5 separate regions of the Mus musculus genome follow, and all the other regions are linked to region 4. The links are chromatin contacts, called in public Hi-C, HiChIP or PLAC-seq and promoter capture Hi-C maps. All regions are on one chromosome and are shown on one strand. Each heading gives the region's core, a stretch centred on a gene start, on an enhancer-like site or on the middle of the called end of the contact. The rest is flanking DNA. Distances are from core to core; before and after follow the strand shown. Region 1 holds the start of Bag1 (BCL2-associated athanogene 1). Region 2 overlaps Ubap1 (ubiquitin-associated protein 1). Region 3 holds the start of Spink4 (serine peptidase inhibitor, Kazal type 4). Region 4 holds the start of Ube2r2 (ubiquitin-conjugating enzyme E2R 2). Region 5 holds the start of Ubap1 (ubiquitin-associated protein 1).

Evidence for each region. Promoter capture Hi-C pulls out the DNA fragments that hold promoters and counts their contacts. Hi-C and Micro-C count contacts between places; a contact is called where the count stands out from the background. HiChIP or PLAC-seq counts read pairs in DNA pulled down with a chosen protein or histone mark.
Region 1: a promoter capture Hi-C map of second pharyngeal arch cranial neural crest shows a contact between it and region 4. The contact joins the promoter of Bag1 here to the promoter of Ube2r2 in region 4. A contact is called at or near these places in 10 of 39 promoter capture datasets (the C10 cell line, the HPC-7 cell line, cranial neural crest and 6 more), 22 of 484 Hi-C or Micro-C datasets (CD4 T cells, CD8 T cells, the G1E-ER4 cell line and 16 more), 6 of 115 datasets of contacts at active chromatin or transcription factors (the SCID.adh cell line, bone marrow-derived macrophages, effector CD8 T cells and 2 more) and 3 of 9 other capture datasets (adipose tissue, liver and pancreatic islet).
Region 2: a contact with region 4 is called in a Hi-C map of bone marrow, with 2.6 times the contacts expected there. The contact joins the enhancer-like site here to the promoter of Ube2r2 in region 4. A contact is called at or near these places in 5 of 39 promoter capture datasets (the C10 cell line, the HPC-7 cell line, cranial neural crest and 2 more), 3 of 484 Hi-C or Micro-C datasets (CD8 T cells, bone marrow and muscle stem cells), 8 of 115 datasets of contacts at active chromatin or transcription factors (the 230-238 cell line, the HPC-7 cell line, bone marrow-derived macrophages and 3 more) and 3 of 9 other capture datasets (adipose tissue, liver and pancreatic islet).
Region 3: an HNF4G HiChIP or PLAC-seq map of pancreatic cancer cells shows a contact between it and region 4. The contact joins the promoter of Spink4 here to the promoter of Ube2r2 in region 4. A contact is called at or near these places in 1 of 39 promoter capture datasets (hematopoietic stem and progenitor cells), 1 of 484 Hi-C or Micro-C datasets (embryonic stem cells), 2 of 115 datasets of contacts at active chromatin or transcription factors (bone marrow-derived macrophages and pancreatic cancer cells) and 1 of 9 other capture datasets (liver).
Region 5: an H3K4me3 HiChIP or PLAC-seq map of embryonic stem cells shows a contact between it and region 4, with 22 read pairs. The contact joins the promoter of Ubap1 here to the promoter of Ube2r2 in region 4. A contact is called at or near these places in 8 of 39 promoter capture datasets (the HPC-7 cell line, cranial neural crest, embryonic stem cells and 5 more), 12 of 484 Hi-C or Micro-C datasets (CD4 T cells, CD8 T cells, embryonic stem cells and 3 more), 13 of 115 datasets of contacts at active chromatin or transcription factors (the 230-238 cell line, the SCID.adh cell line, bone marrow-derived macrophages and 7 more) and 3 of 9 other capture datasets (adipose tissue, liver and pancreatic islet).

Annotation. Positions count from the first base shown.
Region 1 is chr4:40,947,031-40,949,758 of GRCm38.p6, reverse strand. It overlaps Bag1 (BCL2-associated athanogene 1), which reads left to right and starts at 1,465. Exons shown (of 7, transcript NM_001171739.1): 1 at 1,465-2,037. The coding sequence starts at 1,965. It overlaps Chmp5 (charged multivesicular body protein 5), which reads right to left and starts at 1,206. Exons shown (of 8, transcript NM_029814.1): 1 at 1,083-1,206; 2 at 201-305. The coding sequence starts at 1,151.
Region 2 is chr4:41,366,824-41,369,649 of GRCm38.p6, reverse strand. It overlaps Ubap1 (ubiquitin-associated protein 1), which reads right to left. Exons shown (of 7, transcript NM_023305.3): 2 at 2,720-2,760. The coding sequence starts at 2,753. Among named protein-coding and RNA genes, the nearest start is that of Ubap1, 19 kb to the right of the region's middle. Within about 2 kb of position 1,364, at least 63 of the 459 cell types and tissues checked have an H3K27ac peak or open chromatin away from gene starts, as enhancers often do. A contact at or near this core is called in adipose tissue, bone marrow, bone marrow-derived macrophages and 1 more, where this site is marked.
Region 3 is chr4:40,918,661-40,921,632 of GRCm38.p6, reverse strand. It overlaps Spink4 (serine peptidase inhibitor, Kazal type 4), which reads right to left and starts at 1,577. Exons shown (of 4, transcript NM_011463.2): 1 at 1,478-1,577. The coding sequence starts at 1,538.
Region 4 is chr4:41,134,720-41,137,792 of GRCm38.p6, reverse strand. It overlaps Ube2r2 (ubiquitin-conjugating enzyme E2R 2), which reads right to left and starts at 1,772. Exons shown (of 5, transcript NM_026275.4): 1 at 1,547-1,772. The coding sequence starts at 1,723.
Region 5 is chr4:41,347,604-41,350,422 of GRCm38.p6, reverse strand. Ubap1 (ubiquitin-associated protein 1) reads right to left here and starts at 1,427. Exons shown (of 7, transcript NM_023305.3): 1 at 1,192-1,427.

The sequences.
Region 1 (2,728 bases), core at 216-2,715, 190 kb after region 4:
TTCCCATTACATGTCATCAGCATCTTCTACCTACCACATTAAAACCCAGCCTCCCTCTTGTATATGGCTGTAGCTTCTGTTCCCTGAAGAACAGGTCCTCACAAGTAGCTTCTCTTTACCAGATTTCGTGTATTTTTCTTGTATCCTTCACCAGTCAGTCCCTTCACAGTACTTCCTACAACAGTTGTCACCAGCCTTACCTTAGCAGGACCCTCTCTCATCTTCTTGATTTGATCCTTATATTTCACTAGTTCAGCATCCAGCCGGGAAATCTTTTTGTCAATGGATTCTGCCCTGCTATCCACCTTGGAAGAAAACATCACATGCAGTGGTAATTATTGTAATATGTTTACATGGAAAGGGGCAGAAAGAGAGGGATATGCAAAAGAAAAAAGGAACAATATAGCAAAGGGCAGAAAATAGGGTTTTTCTTAAGGGTGGGGAATTCCAGCCCGAACCATTGGAGGGCTTTCATAAACTCTCTCCCACCTCCTAGATTCTGATATAGCAGCCCTCTCTTGAGGAAAACGATTTGGGATTCTCTCCGCTGGCTGAGATTTCCCAAGTAGGAGAATAGTCAGTTTGGGACTCTGCATGAACGTGCGTGGAATGAACCAATCAACACAGGCTAAGATGAGATCTAAAACCATTTCCGAGATCAGGTTTAATCTGGAAGGGCCAAGATTCAGAATTCTATGCTACTCAGACCCAGGACTAAGGTACAGATATGTTAACCCTGACATGGGTAAGGGGAGAAGAGTGAAAAAGGGTTTTTAAAAGGCCAGGTTAGACAAAGTGGGGTGTAGTGACATAGGGTACGTAGGTTGGAATGTGGGAACCAAAGCGAGGAAGAAGGGGTGGGGCACAGTGGGCATCGGAAAGAGCTAAGTGCAGTAAGGGCGAAAGAATGATGAGATTAGACTGTCTGGTCTCTGGGGTCAGGAATGACCTGGAAAACAGGGATGAAAGGGGTGGGGATGAAGAAGACTCAGGTTTAATGGGCCCGAACCAGGAATGGGGTGGAGTACGAATTCGGGATGGACGGGTCGGAGTGTCAGAGGTATGCAAAGTCAAATGCCCACCGTCCCAATGCAGTCCGTCAAGCTAGGTGGCGGAGCCTTGGGTTTCGCTTTTCCGAAGAATCGGTTCATCTTGGCCGGCTGCGAGGAAACCCAAACACTGGAGGAAAACCAGAAACGGAAGCGTAGTCGCTCTGGTGTCAATTTCCGGCTTCCCCCACCCCATGCGCAGGCGCAGAGTGCTCGCCCGAGTCTCCCGATCCCTTTTCCGTGTTTTCAGCTCCTCCTTCCGGAGAAGGAGCGCGGAGCTCTGGGAGAGGTGGAAAGACTTCTGAAGGAGGGGCTTATGAGGAGGGATAGGGCGGTGCCTTGGCGGAGTGGGTGGGGCTTAGACGCGGCTGGGCGGATAGGGCGGGGCCTGAAGCAGGGTCAGTTCCGAGGGCGTGGCGAGTAGATGGGGCGGAACTGGTGAGTAGTGGGGCGGGGTTGCAAGGCTGCGCGCCCGGTAGCCACCGCTGCGCTGTGAACAAACGCGGCCTGGCGGGTCGCAGCGCCGCGCGGCGACCGCGAGGCGACCGGGAGCCGCTGGGACCCAGGCTGCGCGCCCCTCGGCCTGCCCGGGAGCCGCGCCAGTCGGAGTCCCGGGCCGAGCGGGGCTTGCCTCCCTCTCAGCGTTCCTCTGTGCGCAGTGCAGCCAGCGGGCATGACCGATCCACCAGGGGCGCCGCCGCCGGCGCCTGCAAGCCGCGGGTGAAGAAGAAAGTCCGGCCCCGCTCTTCTCAGAGCGAGAAGGTAGGGAGCAGCAGCAGGGAGTTGACTAGAAGTAAGAAAGTGACCCGTAGCAAGAACGTGACCGGGACCCAGGTAGAGGAGGTGACCAAGATCGAGGAGGCGACCCAAACCGAGGAAGTAACTGTGGCAGAAGAGGTGACCCAGACCGACAACATGGCCAAGACCGAGGAGATGGTCCAGACGGAGGAAATGGAAACACCCAGACTCAGCGTGATCGTCACCCACAGTGAGCGCCAAGGAGGGTTCCGTAGATCGGGTTGGGATATGTGGGTTTGGCCACATGTAGTCTTGGGAGAAAGAAACATGGGTTCTTGGCTATATATATTTGGGGATGTTTTTGCTTAGGGCTGGTGTCAGGACATCTTTCCCTGTGGCCGGTCCCTGGACACTTATTGGATCCTCTATTTGGAAGCAAAGTTGAGTGTGTAACGCTAGTAATCGTGGGTCTTTGTGTCAGGCTTATATTAGGCCTTCTTGTGTGTAGAACTTCCGTGGTTCTGGACATCCACCAGTGTAAAGAGTACGAACTTGGTGCGTGATCCCGCTGTTCCTTATTTACTGAGTAGTGTTTTTGTTGGATGTCATAGAACCGCAGGTTCAATGGGCCGTGAGTCCAAGAGTTACTTTCTGGACATCTGGTTACATCAACACAGAACTAAAAACCTTGGGAAGTACACGAGAAAGCTGAAGCCATGACATTTCCTTAGAATCAGTTAGGAAAGACTAACAACAAACTTTGCTACCTAAACCATGGCTCTATATCCAGCAGTTTTATGAAACTTTGAGATGAATCCCCACCCCCACCCCCCCAAAGGCCTCTTGATGTCTGATCTGTGAGGCACAAATAGGAACTAGGACTCCTTCTGACTCTTGACTGGTTGGGAGCGCAATCTAAAGGTGGATTTGAACTCCACTTA
Region 2 (2,826 bases), core at 115-2,614, 230 kb before region 4:
CTCACTGGCCAGAAACTCTAGCCAAATCCACTACTCTCAGTCTTAGTGAGAGACCCTGTGTTAAAAAAAAAAAAAAAAAAAAAAGTAGGCAGTAAGCAACAGAGGAGGACATCTGATGTTGACTGGACTACACACACAGAGAGAATGGGGGGGGAGGGGGCAAAGAAACAGGCAAAGAGACAGACAGACAGACAGACTTAAAATGTTAGGTTAGGGCCAGAGAAAATGGCTCGGTGGGTAAAAGTGCTTGCTACCATGCAGGGTGTGGTGGCGCACGCCTTTAATCCCAGCACTTGGGAGGCAGAGGCAGGCGGATTTCTGAGTTCAAGGCCAGACTGGTCTACCAAGTGAGTTCCAGGACAGCCAGGGCTATACAGAGAAACCCTGTCTCGAAAAACAAAACAAAACAAAACAAAAGTGCTTGCTACCACAATCTCCTAAATCCATGTGGTGAAAGAGAGAAGTTGTTCACTGACTTCCACTCATGCCATGGGCATGCACACACAGGCACATACATCATAATATCAATATTAATTATAGGGGCTGGCGAGATGACTCAGTGGATAAGAGCACTGACTGCTCTTCCAGAGGTCCTGAGTTCAATTCCCAGCAACCACATGTAATGAGATCTGACGCCTTCTTCTGGTGTATCAGAAGTCAGCTACAGTGTACTTATGTATAATAATAAATAAATCTTTGGGTCAGAGCAAGCAGGGACTGAGCGAGCAGAGTTGACCAGAGCGAGTAGGGTTAACCAGAGCTAACCAGAGGTCCTAAAAATTCAAGTCCCAACAACCAAATGAAGGTTTGGAACCATCTGTACAGCTACAGTGTACTCATATACAAAAAATAATTTATAATAATAGTAATAATAATAGGAGATGTAGTAGCACACAGCTTTAACCCAGCCCTTAGGAAGCTGGGGTAGGTAGCCTCTGTGAGTTCCAAGCCAGCCTGGTCTACACAGCAAACTCCAGGCTAGCCAAGGCTACATACTAAGACCTTGTCTCAACATCAATGACACCACCACCACCAATACAAAGAAAAAAGAGAACAAGTAACCGAAAGTAAGATGTGTACAAGTCACGTGTGTCCCTCTACAATTACTGATGCTAGACAACATCCTCTCATGATTATTCAGTAGGATAGTGTATCTGGAAGATCTCCCACCTGAGCTACTGACTGTGAACTGCACAGTTTGAGTGATGTAACACCACATGAACAAACACAGTATTATGCAACTTACATGTGTATGTGTGGCAATATAAATTTTCAAAGATATTTCACAAAGTTTGTAAGCAACAACTGCTGCGTCATTCTGACACAGCTGAGTGACTCCAGCTCAGAAGAGCTCTGCAGCACAAGCTGCCGTGCAGCCTAGTGGACCACTGCCACAATGATGTGCAGTGTCTAAAACCATGCCTGTATGTGTATGCCATATTAGTGAGGTGTCAAAGGAGACAGAGGCAATGGATCCCCTGGAGATGGTGGAACTGGGGCAGTTGTGGCTGATGGGAACCAAACCTAACTCCTCTGAATGACTAATTTATTATCTCAACTGCTGAGCCAGCTCTCCCAGCCCCCAATGCAGTTTTTAAAATGGAAAATCAGTTGTACAAAAATCTGAAGTCTCCGGGTGGTGGTGGCGGTGGCGCATGCCTTTAGTCCCAGCACTTGGGAGGCAGAGGCAGGCGGATTTCTGAGTTCGAGGCCAGCCTGGTCTACAGAGCGAGTTCCAGGACAGCCAGGGCTGCACAGAGAAACCCTGTCTTAGGAGGAAAAAAAAAAATCTGAAGTCTTGGATTCTTCTGGGTAAGTGCCTACTAAAGAACAAAATGGTCTAATCTTAACTATTTAGGAGTCTAAATTCTCTACAAGTGCAAATAATAAAACTTAGTTCAGTGATGGGCACATTCCTTTAGTCCCAACCCTCAGGAGCCAAAGAGATCACGTGTCCAAAAAAAATAGTTTGGGGATAATCTTGATTTTTTTGAGACAGGATTTTGATAATGTAGCAAAGATTTATTTTATTTATTTTATGTAAGTTCACTGTAGCTGTCTTCAGACACCAGAAGAGGGAATCAGGTCTCTTTACAGATGGTTGTGAGCCTCCATATGGTTGCTGGGATTTGAACTCAGAACCTCCTGAAGAGCAGCCAGTACTCTTAACCACTGAGCCATCTCTCCAGCCCCCATAAAACATTTAAAAAAAAAAATACCCTAGGTCCAATACCCAGAGAAACACACACACACACACACACACACACAGGAAGAAGGGGGAAGATGAGAGAAACAAAACAATGAGCTCCTGTGTAACACTCTAAATCTTACTTGTACCTTCATAACGCTCCAACTGACACAGCAAACTGCTTTTGGGGAATGGGGGGGCATGCGTGTGATGCAGGACCAAAACAGACCTCATTAACTAAAGGCTTAGAACCTCCATCCAAACAGATGGAGAAGCTACAACCATGAACAGAAAAAGGACTAACGCTGAAGCACAAGAGGCAGGCCCATGTGTAGCTCTGAAGGCCACAGTGTAAGCAGGCATTTGAAGCAATCCTTTTAAACAACTGCAGGCCCTGAGATGCACATGCTGTTTTGTACAACTCTATATTACTCAGGCTGCTCAGTATAAAGAAACAATAACATAATACTAAATTAACTCAAATTCCCTGATCAAATCATAGCTTAAATCTTAATATTTAACACCACTCACCATGAACATCTGTCCCCAACTTCTTAGAAGCCATTTAGAACCTGAAAAAGAAGGGAAGGTTTCTTAGGCACTATGTCTTGAAACAGTATAAACAAGAGACAAAAACA
Region 3 (2,972 bases), core at 328-2,827, 220 kb after region 4:
AAGTGTGTTGCGGGAGAATCCAGAACCTTACACAGTCAGAATTGCTTCCTAGGGGTGTGAAACATTGTCTTTAACCCCAGGCACCCTTGCCTTGACCCAGGTGCACCCTTCATCATTCAACCAAGGCTGGAATCTGAAATGTGTACAAGGACCTTCAAGGCAGGCTGCTTAACATTCCCACTGGAGGAGGAGGTGCTTGGGAAATGGGGAACAGGCATGGGGGAAGGCAGCCTGTGTCTGACCAGAGACTGCAGGCTCCTTCCTAATCACCCAGCTCCCAGATGTGACCAGCACGAGGTGCAGTGCAGTGTGGGGCATGGAGTCAATGGCCCTACGGTCCTGCTGCACACTGCTTTATAATGTGACTCTTGCCTACTTCATCCCAATGGGCTTCTCTGCTTCCCTGTTCTGTTTGTCCTCACCATACAAGCTAGAACATTCTTTAAAGGTTTAACTCCACTCCAAGCCTGACACTGGCTCCCACTTCACTCTGAGGAAAAGGTTCTCACATTGGCTCCCAAGACTTTGTCTAACATAGCTCTCAGCTGCCTCTCCCCACCTCACCTTTCCATTCCTTCCATCCCCCTCCCCTCCTCTCCTGTCTTCTTTCTCTGTACCATGCCCTTCACCCCCCTACAGCCACACAGCACCTCAAACACTCTAACATGCTTCTACCTCAGGGCCCTTGTATTGGCTGGTTCCTCCACCAGAACATTCTTGTCCAAAATACCTTCACCCCCTCACCTTCTTCAAGCTCTCCCCAAACCTGCATCTAAGAGACACCCCCTCCCTGATTTAACACTGCAGTTCCCTCCCAACCCACATCACACAGCTCCATGCTTTTCTTAGCCTTTGCCATATTCTTGTACACTATTCATTGTCTATCACCCACCCACACACCAAGTTTAAGATCTGTAGGGACGGTGCTTTTCTTGTTCTGCTCCTTTCTATGTTAAAGGACAAGAAAAGTATCTGACAGCAGTTTCGAGACTGCTGAGATGCTCCTGGCCTTGAGGAAGTCCACCTCTGGTATATGTCTAACCACCCAAGGCCCCCACTATATGCTTAAGTGGTTGTCTTGGGTCCCCTACTGCACCTTGTCAAAACAGAACAGGGCCCTGAGGGCCTGGAACAAGTCTCTCTTAGCACTCACCACCCCACAGTCAACCTGGGGCCTGACTGTTCCTTCTATCTTCTCAGCCTCCAGTCCATAATTGCTCAAGACATCTTCAAACTGAAATGGCATCCTACTTTACAGACTCAAGGGATGAGAACTTGGCAGGTTCTGGTCCAGAGTCAGGACTGAACCCATCCCTTTTCTCCCAGTGTTTTGCCTACTATGGTAGGATGAATACAGACAGAAGAGCTATGCAGAAAGGCCAGGCCTCACAGGAAGCTCCTGGCCTTGCCTCTGCCCCCACACCCAAGCTCACCCCCTAAGATCAAGCTTCAGAGAGACCAAGTTCTGCCCACTCACCCCTGTCCATGCCAAGGAGGGGAACCAAGGTCAGGGTGACCAGCCACAGATGCATAGCCATGCTGCTTGTGAGCTATGTGACTGCAGTCAAGTGTGGGCCGGGCTGACAGTGAGGTTGGGACCTATTTATTGTGCTGATCTCCACTCTTATCTTATCTGTGACCAGTTGGCAGCTACAGTGTCACCCCGTTAATCTCTTCATCCTGACACCTGGGAAGGGCCTGCTCAAGGCTCAAAGCTGACTTTGTGGTGATATAACGCTGGGCCCTAGGGCAGAGCTGGGGCTGGCAGGTGTCCAGAGCAAGCAAAAAGGGTTTGGACAGGTTGCAAAGCTGCCACCATGTGTCTATTAAAGCAAGAAGTGGGAGGGAGAGGAAGCAGAGAGAAACACAGAAACAGATGACAACAGGGGATGAAAGTAGGGGGCACAGCAGGAGACAGGGAGAGGGGAAGAGAGTCATGGATGCCTCGGCCACTTTGGACCTCACATAAGTGTTTGGTTCTCCTGCTGAGGACTGAGTTTGTGTCTTGGCAGTCCTGGGCAAACGCTTTTCTGCTGATCAACCCCAGTTCCCGTTCAACGTATTGAGACAGGAGCCCACACAAAGGTGATAGTTCTGGCTCAGCTCCTATCCTAGGGCTCCCCTGGGGACAGTGGTGGAGACGGCAGACAGTGCGGAATAAGGTAAAGGGAACTAATTTGAAAAACTTTTTTTTAAATTCTTTTTTTTTTAGATTTATTTACTATTATATATAAGTACATGGTAGGTGTCTTCAGACACACCAGAAGACGGTGTCAGATCTTATTACAGATGGTTGTGCCACCATGTGGTTGTTGGGATTTGAACTCAGAACCTTCAGAAGAGCAGTCAATGCTCTTAACCACTGAACCATCTCTCCAGTCCCCGAAAAGCTTTTTAAAAGGATTTTTTAAGATTTATTTTGCCGGGCATGGTGGCACACACCTTTAATCCCAGCACTCGGGAGGCAGAGGCAGGCGGATTTCTGAGTTCGAGGCCAGCCTGGTCTACAAAGTGAGCTCCAGGACAGCCAGGGCTATACAGAGAAACCCTCTCGAAAAACGAAAAAAAAAAAAGATTTATTTTTATTTTATGAGTATGAGTGTTTTGCCTGTATGTATATGTGGGCACCATGCGTATGTTTGGTGCCTTCAAAGGACAGAAGAGGGTGCTGGATCCCCTGGCTGTAAAACCCTATGCAGGTCGGTGCTGGCAACCAAACCCAGATCCCCTGCAAAAGCAACAAGCGCTCTTAACCAAGCCCTCTCCAGCCCCTAAAACTTGCTTTTATTTTTTTTTAATGTGTTAAACATTTTTTTCTTACATATGTGTCTGTGTGCTTGTGTGTGGGTTTGCACATGTATGAGTGCAGATGCCCGTGGAGCTCAGAAGAGGGCATCAGATCCTCGGGAGCTGGAGTTACAGGTGACTGAGCTATCTCATAGGGGTGCTGGGAACTAAACTTGGATCCTGAC
Region 4 (3,073 bases), core at 523-3,022:
ACCTCAACATAGAAACAATACCCTTTCCAATCTATCACTAATAAACTGGAACCTTTGCTTAAACTTTAAGCACCTGCATCTAAAAAGTATACTTGTATGCTGACCACAAAAGATGAAGCAAACAGTTGGTAAGGATGCTACACTCTTATATAACGTTCTAAAAATGTCCTTTTACTAAGTATTCAGCAACTATCACATGCATGAATGTTAAGCATTCCCTATCAATCCTATTTTCAAAAAAGTTGACCCAGTTTAAAGCCTGAAATTTGAGGCTTTTGGACGGTAGAAAATAAGAGGTAAGTAGTTGGGCAGTCCTAAAAATACCCATCACAACTACATGACTAAGATATTCGTTTAAAACTTGTGCCAAGATAACCCCTCCCTTCAAAACAAACGAAAACTGACTCATTGGCCTATTTTACCTAATTTTGGAAATAAAATAATAAATGAATTCCTAAACACCCATTCCCTCTGTCTCTACCCCCCACAACATCTTCACTCAGGGATTCTACCCTCCAAATAAACTGCTTCAGTCAAATCAAGACAAAACAAAACAAAACAAAACAAAAACAGTATCTCCAAGTACTGAACTCAGAAATAATTAATGGAAACAATGTCTATATAGTGGCAGCCTAAGGAAACACTCCACCATGAGAAAGCCTATCACCTCGGATGCAGCTCATCTGTGGGACGACCCCATTTGTTGGAGCTAACCACCTAAGCAAAAGCTTTTAATCTTGTCTCTCGAAAGTGGGAAACTATCAATCTGCCTGACGCGTTCCACCCTTTGTGGATGTTTGTACATGGAGTGTGTGGGGGGGGGGGGGGGGGTGCTAGTAAACTTGGTAGGAAAGGACAAAGGGCATTTTGGAAGCAGCAGAGACTGACTATAAAGTAAATGGAAAACGAGGACAGAAAGAGGACTAAATTAAAGTCCCCTCGAGTGGATGAACAACAAGACAACGGCCAGCACACCACCCTCCCTTTTTTGGCCACCCCCATGGTCCTCTTCCTTATTACCACCTACTGTAATCAAAAGTTGGACTACCACTACCCAAGACCAACAAATCCTCCAAATGTCAGGGCACTAGCAACACGGGCAATGACAGGCTAATATTCCTCCCCCACACCCCCCTAAAAAAGAGAAAAGTCCAATCCAGTAAGTGCAGGTCACCCTGCCCTCTGGGGCAGTTCCAGCCTGCGCAGAGAAGGCTCAGATGGGTCCGAGAAAGAGAAGCTAGACCATCCCTATTTCCACACACCCCTCAGCTGGAGAAACAAAACAAAGGCAGCCCTCCTTCCCGATAGCCACTACCCCAGCCAAAGAGGCTTTTCCTATTTCCCGGTGCAGTCTGGCCTCCCGCCCCCGCCCCATGACAAAGAAAAGGCACTTGGTGAGCAAGGCCTTCCTGCCTCTACGGATGGGGGAGGGGGCTGCGAGGTGAGGAGCCCCCACCCCCCACCCCCGGCTCCCCCGAGCTCACGCTCCCCGCCAGCGGCGGAAAGCCGAGACCGGGGAAGCTGGGCCGAGAAAGGGTGGCGGTACCTTGAAGTAGCCGCCTTCGTAGAGGGTGTTAGGGGGTCCGAAGATGGCCACCTCCCAGTTGTAGAGGTCGGACTCATCCACCAGGGTGATCCGGAAGCCCTCCACCGGTTCCTCCTGCAGGGATTTCAGCTCAAGCATCAGGGCTTTCTGCGAGCTGGTCATCTGCTGCTGGGCCATCGCGGCGGCGGCGGCCGTGCGGGGCCGCGGCCCCAGTCCTCGCGCACCGGCCGGGCCGGACCAGGCCCCTCCCCTCCGCTCGCCCTCGGGCCGGGCCGGGCCCCTGTCTGTCCTCACACGCCTGGCGGGGCCGGACCAGGCCCCAGACGGCCCGCGGGCCCGCCCGGGGTCCTCCTCACTCACGACTCGGGCCGGCCCGGGCCCTCCTCACACTCGGGCCGGGCGGGGGCGGGCCTAAGGGAGTTGGGGGAATCCGCTCCGGGCTCCGGGCCTCCCCCCCCCGGAGGGGGCCTCTACTTATGGGGGGGGGAGTGGAGGTGGAAGCGAAGGAAGGCGGCGGAGGGCAGACGATGGTGAAGACAGGGGTGGGGGGGCCGAGGCGGCCCGGGATCGCCGTGCTCGCTCGCCCTCTCGTTCTCCGCGGGGGCCGGAGGGGCGCACGAGGGAGGGCGCGCCGTGCGCTGGGGTCTCGGGACGGCGGCGGCGGCGGCTGCGCGGGGGGAGGGGCGGAGGAGGAGAGCGAGAGCGCCTCGCGCCGCGGGAGCAACAGAGCAGAGAAGGAGGGAGGGAGGGAGGGAGGGAGAGGAGGAGGGGCGCGCGCCGGGAGGGGGGCGGCTCGCGGCGACAGCGGCCCGGTGCGCGTGCGCGCGCCCCTCCCTCCCTCCTTCCCTCCCCCCCCCCCCGCCCTCCTCGCTGTGCTCTGCTCTACTCTGCTCCTGCCTGCTCGCTTCTCCACTCCCCCCTCCAACCCCCACCCCCAACCCCGGCCAGGCCCCACGGTGGCTGCGCTTTGTGACGCTTGCGCGTGTCCCCCACCCTTAAAGAGCCAAGCGGAGGTGGGGATCAAGGGCGGGTCGCAGAGGATTACTTTGGGCCCTAAGTGACGGTTGTGCGGCTGGACGCCGCGGTTCCAGAGGCGTGTCCCGGAAGGAACCTCAGCTCCTAAGGCTCTCAGCACTAGCGCCCAGTGTGTCCCCTGGCCTCCGCAACCTTCCTGTGAGGAGCCCTGGTCCTCCGCATGCACCCCTCGGTGACACCCAGGCTGTGGTCCTTACACTTAGTAGTGCTTCAGTAGGTTGTGTCTCCCACCTCAGGGGAGGCAGTCTCCCAAAGGAAAGCTAGAGAAAAGCAGGCAAGCTCCCGCTTCCTTTTACCGAGAGTAAGTAGTAGGTTGTGTAGAAAGCGGAGAGAACTAATGTTGAGCCCGATTACGGGGCTTCCATGAGATTTGGGGAAGAGCGCTGGCTATAACTTAGTCTACTTCTTTGCAAAATATTGATGTTGGCCTAGTGTGGCCTTGGAAGGGGACAAAAGCAAAATGATCAGTGTGAGGCCAACCTGGTCTACTTA
Region 5 (2,819 bases), core at 178-2,677, 210 kb before region 4:
TGAGCTTACTGACCAAAAAAAGAAAAAGAAACGCTTTTAGATTTATTTCATATATCTGAGTGTTTTGCCTGCATGATGTATGTATATATACCACATCCCTGCCTATTAGCAGAGGAGCATCAAAAGGTGGCACTGGAGTTATGGATGACTGTGAGATATCATGTGGGAACTGAGAGTTGAACTTGGTTGGGTCCTCTGCAAGAATGAGTGCTCTGAATTGTTTAACCTTCTCTCCTCGCCCCTAGAAGACCTATTTATCAATGAAAACGAAATGCCTTGTTATACCATCAAATTAAAAAAAAAAAATTCAGGTAACACACACCATGTTTATTCAAATTCCCAAATACTAACAATTACAACTGAGAAGACAAAACACTTTATCCATGAAAATGTGAACAGAATTTGAGTTTACAACACTCTATGATGTCTGTCTAAAAAGTATCAAAATCTCACTCCAGTTCAATACAAAATTGTTTTAAATAATTATATTTCTAAGTCTCAACTCAAAAAACACGAGGCAACAACACAAAGGTGAGGGATCGCTGGTCAAGAGAAATGCTTAGCCTCAAAAGAAAGACACGGGGTTGTTTCTGAGACCCAGGGGTATAGTCCAGGTAATCGCCCAGAAAATTAAAAAAGGAAGAAAAATCTAGAGAAGACCACAGTGATGAGACAGTTAGAGAAGACCACACAATGCCAAAGATATCCCCCAAAGCAGTCACCCCCTGGTCTGATTTCTCTCCCTCATCTCTCGCTCAGATAACTAAATCCTCACATCCCAAGCTCACCCTCAACTCCCCAGCGCGCTACCTTCTTTACTAAATCGGGGTTCCTCTCCTGGACCGGCTCTAGCTCCCACTGAGAGAAATCTTTCCCTCAAGCTCGAGATTTCCACTGAGCCTGTCTTCTGAGCGAATTAGTCCCCTTAATCCGAACTCATTTGCCCGCATCCCGTCCGCCCTCCGCCCCTTCAACTCCGGTCCCGTCACTCTGACCCTTCGCCCAGAATCCGCCCCGAGTCGTCGGTCGTCGTCCGGCTCTTCCTCCCTCCCGCTCCTTTACTCCAGATCCTTTCATCCCTCCAGGCTCCTGGGCGCCCGGTCCCCATCTTCCCTCCTCCCGGTCGCCCCGTACCGGCCCCTTCCCCCAACTCCGCCCCTCTCCCCCTCCCCCAGAGACAGGCCCCCTCACCTGAATGCCGCTGCTGTCCCGAAAGCTGAAAGGTGCTGGCGCCGCCCGGCCTCCCGGGCTCAGTCTCCGCTGGGCTCCCGCTGCCCCTAGGGAGAGCAAACACCACCTCTTCCAACTCTACCCGCCCCGAGCCAGACCGTCACCGTAGCCACCACCAGTACCACAGCCGCCATGTTGAAGGCCTACTTCCCTCCTCCTTCCCCTCGACGCTCCGCCCCTTTAGGCGTCTGACATCATGGCGCCGCACCCCACCCGCCCCGACCAATGGGAGGAGCCGACAGTGACGTAACTAAATCCCTCTTCCAGAGCTGAAGGGTTCCTGCAACCGGGAGCTTCCTTACTGAAGGATCCCTGCGGACCCTAAGGGGAAGAAGAAAGGAGGGGTCACTGAGAGGGTAAGACTCGGGATAAGAGGCGCGGCCAAGGCGAGGACACGCCCAAAGCCTTAGCCGCGAATCCTCTTTGGAAATTAGAAACCCTCTCAGACTCGTAGACCAGTCTCATACTCTTTGGTCTCACTTTCTCCATTTATTTTGAGGTTTTGTTGTTTTTCAGAACAGGTCTCATATATCCTAGACCCAAGTTTATAAATAAATTGGTTAAACAGTAACTATAAATGTCTCTTCAATTTTAATATCCAGTGCATTCAAAGTCGAAACACAATCCAAGCCTTCACTGCTTTCTGTGTATTGGATATAGGCTCATGGAGAATTTATAATTTGATTAAATTAATATTTTTCTCTAAAATTTCATGATCAATGGAAGAAATAAGATCAGAGAGAGTTGACTCTAGTAAAACTCAAAGAGTATTACTGGTATGGAAAGTGCTTAGAGATCAAACCCAGGGCCTCCTAGACAAGCATCCTTAGCTGACATAAAGTGCTTTGGAGAAAACACAATGCACTGCCCTGTCTACTTTTCCAGCCTGTTTTGTCTCCAGATTTTATGTAGCAGACAAGATGGTATTTGAGCTTTGAAAAATGAGGAGGCTCTAACTCTGGGTGCAACATTGTGGGGAGGGGGTCACGGTGAGCAAGGAACAGCAAACTGTCAATTTTTGGTTATCTGTATTTAGTTAACAGATCTGTGGAAAGGCCAGTGAGCAAAGCAGAACTCTGGAGAATGAAAGTGGCCATAATAAGTGGGTGGCTCACACGGGGGGGGGGGGGGGGGGGGAACCTCTACACTAAAGTGAAAGCAGTGAACGTTAGGGAGTAGGAGTGAACTTGGGCAGCTTCAGGAGAGACTTCACTACAACATGCAATACAGAAAGGAAATGGTCAGATTTTCCAGCTCTCTCTCTCTCTCTCTCTCTCTCTCTCTCTCTCTCTCTGTCTGTCTCTCACGTACACGCACACATGCATGCCTGTGGGAGTCTGTGTGATTGTCTGTCTCTCCGTCTGTGTGTGTGTGTGTGTGTGTGTGTGTGTGTGTGTGTGTTTGACTCTCTTGTTTGAAGCAGGGTCTTGTGTAATCTAGACTGGTCCTAAACTTGCAATATTTAATACTGGCTGTCCTGGAACTCACAGAGATCGGCCCATCTCTGCCTCCAGAGTGCTGGGATCAAGAGTTACAGCACTGTATCTGGTTTAAACTAGGCTCTTACCAATCTCTTATTAAGAGAAACT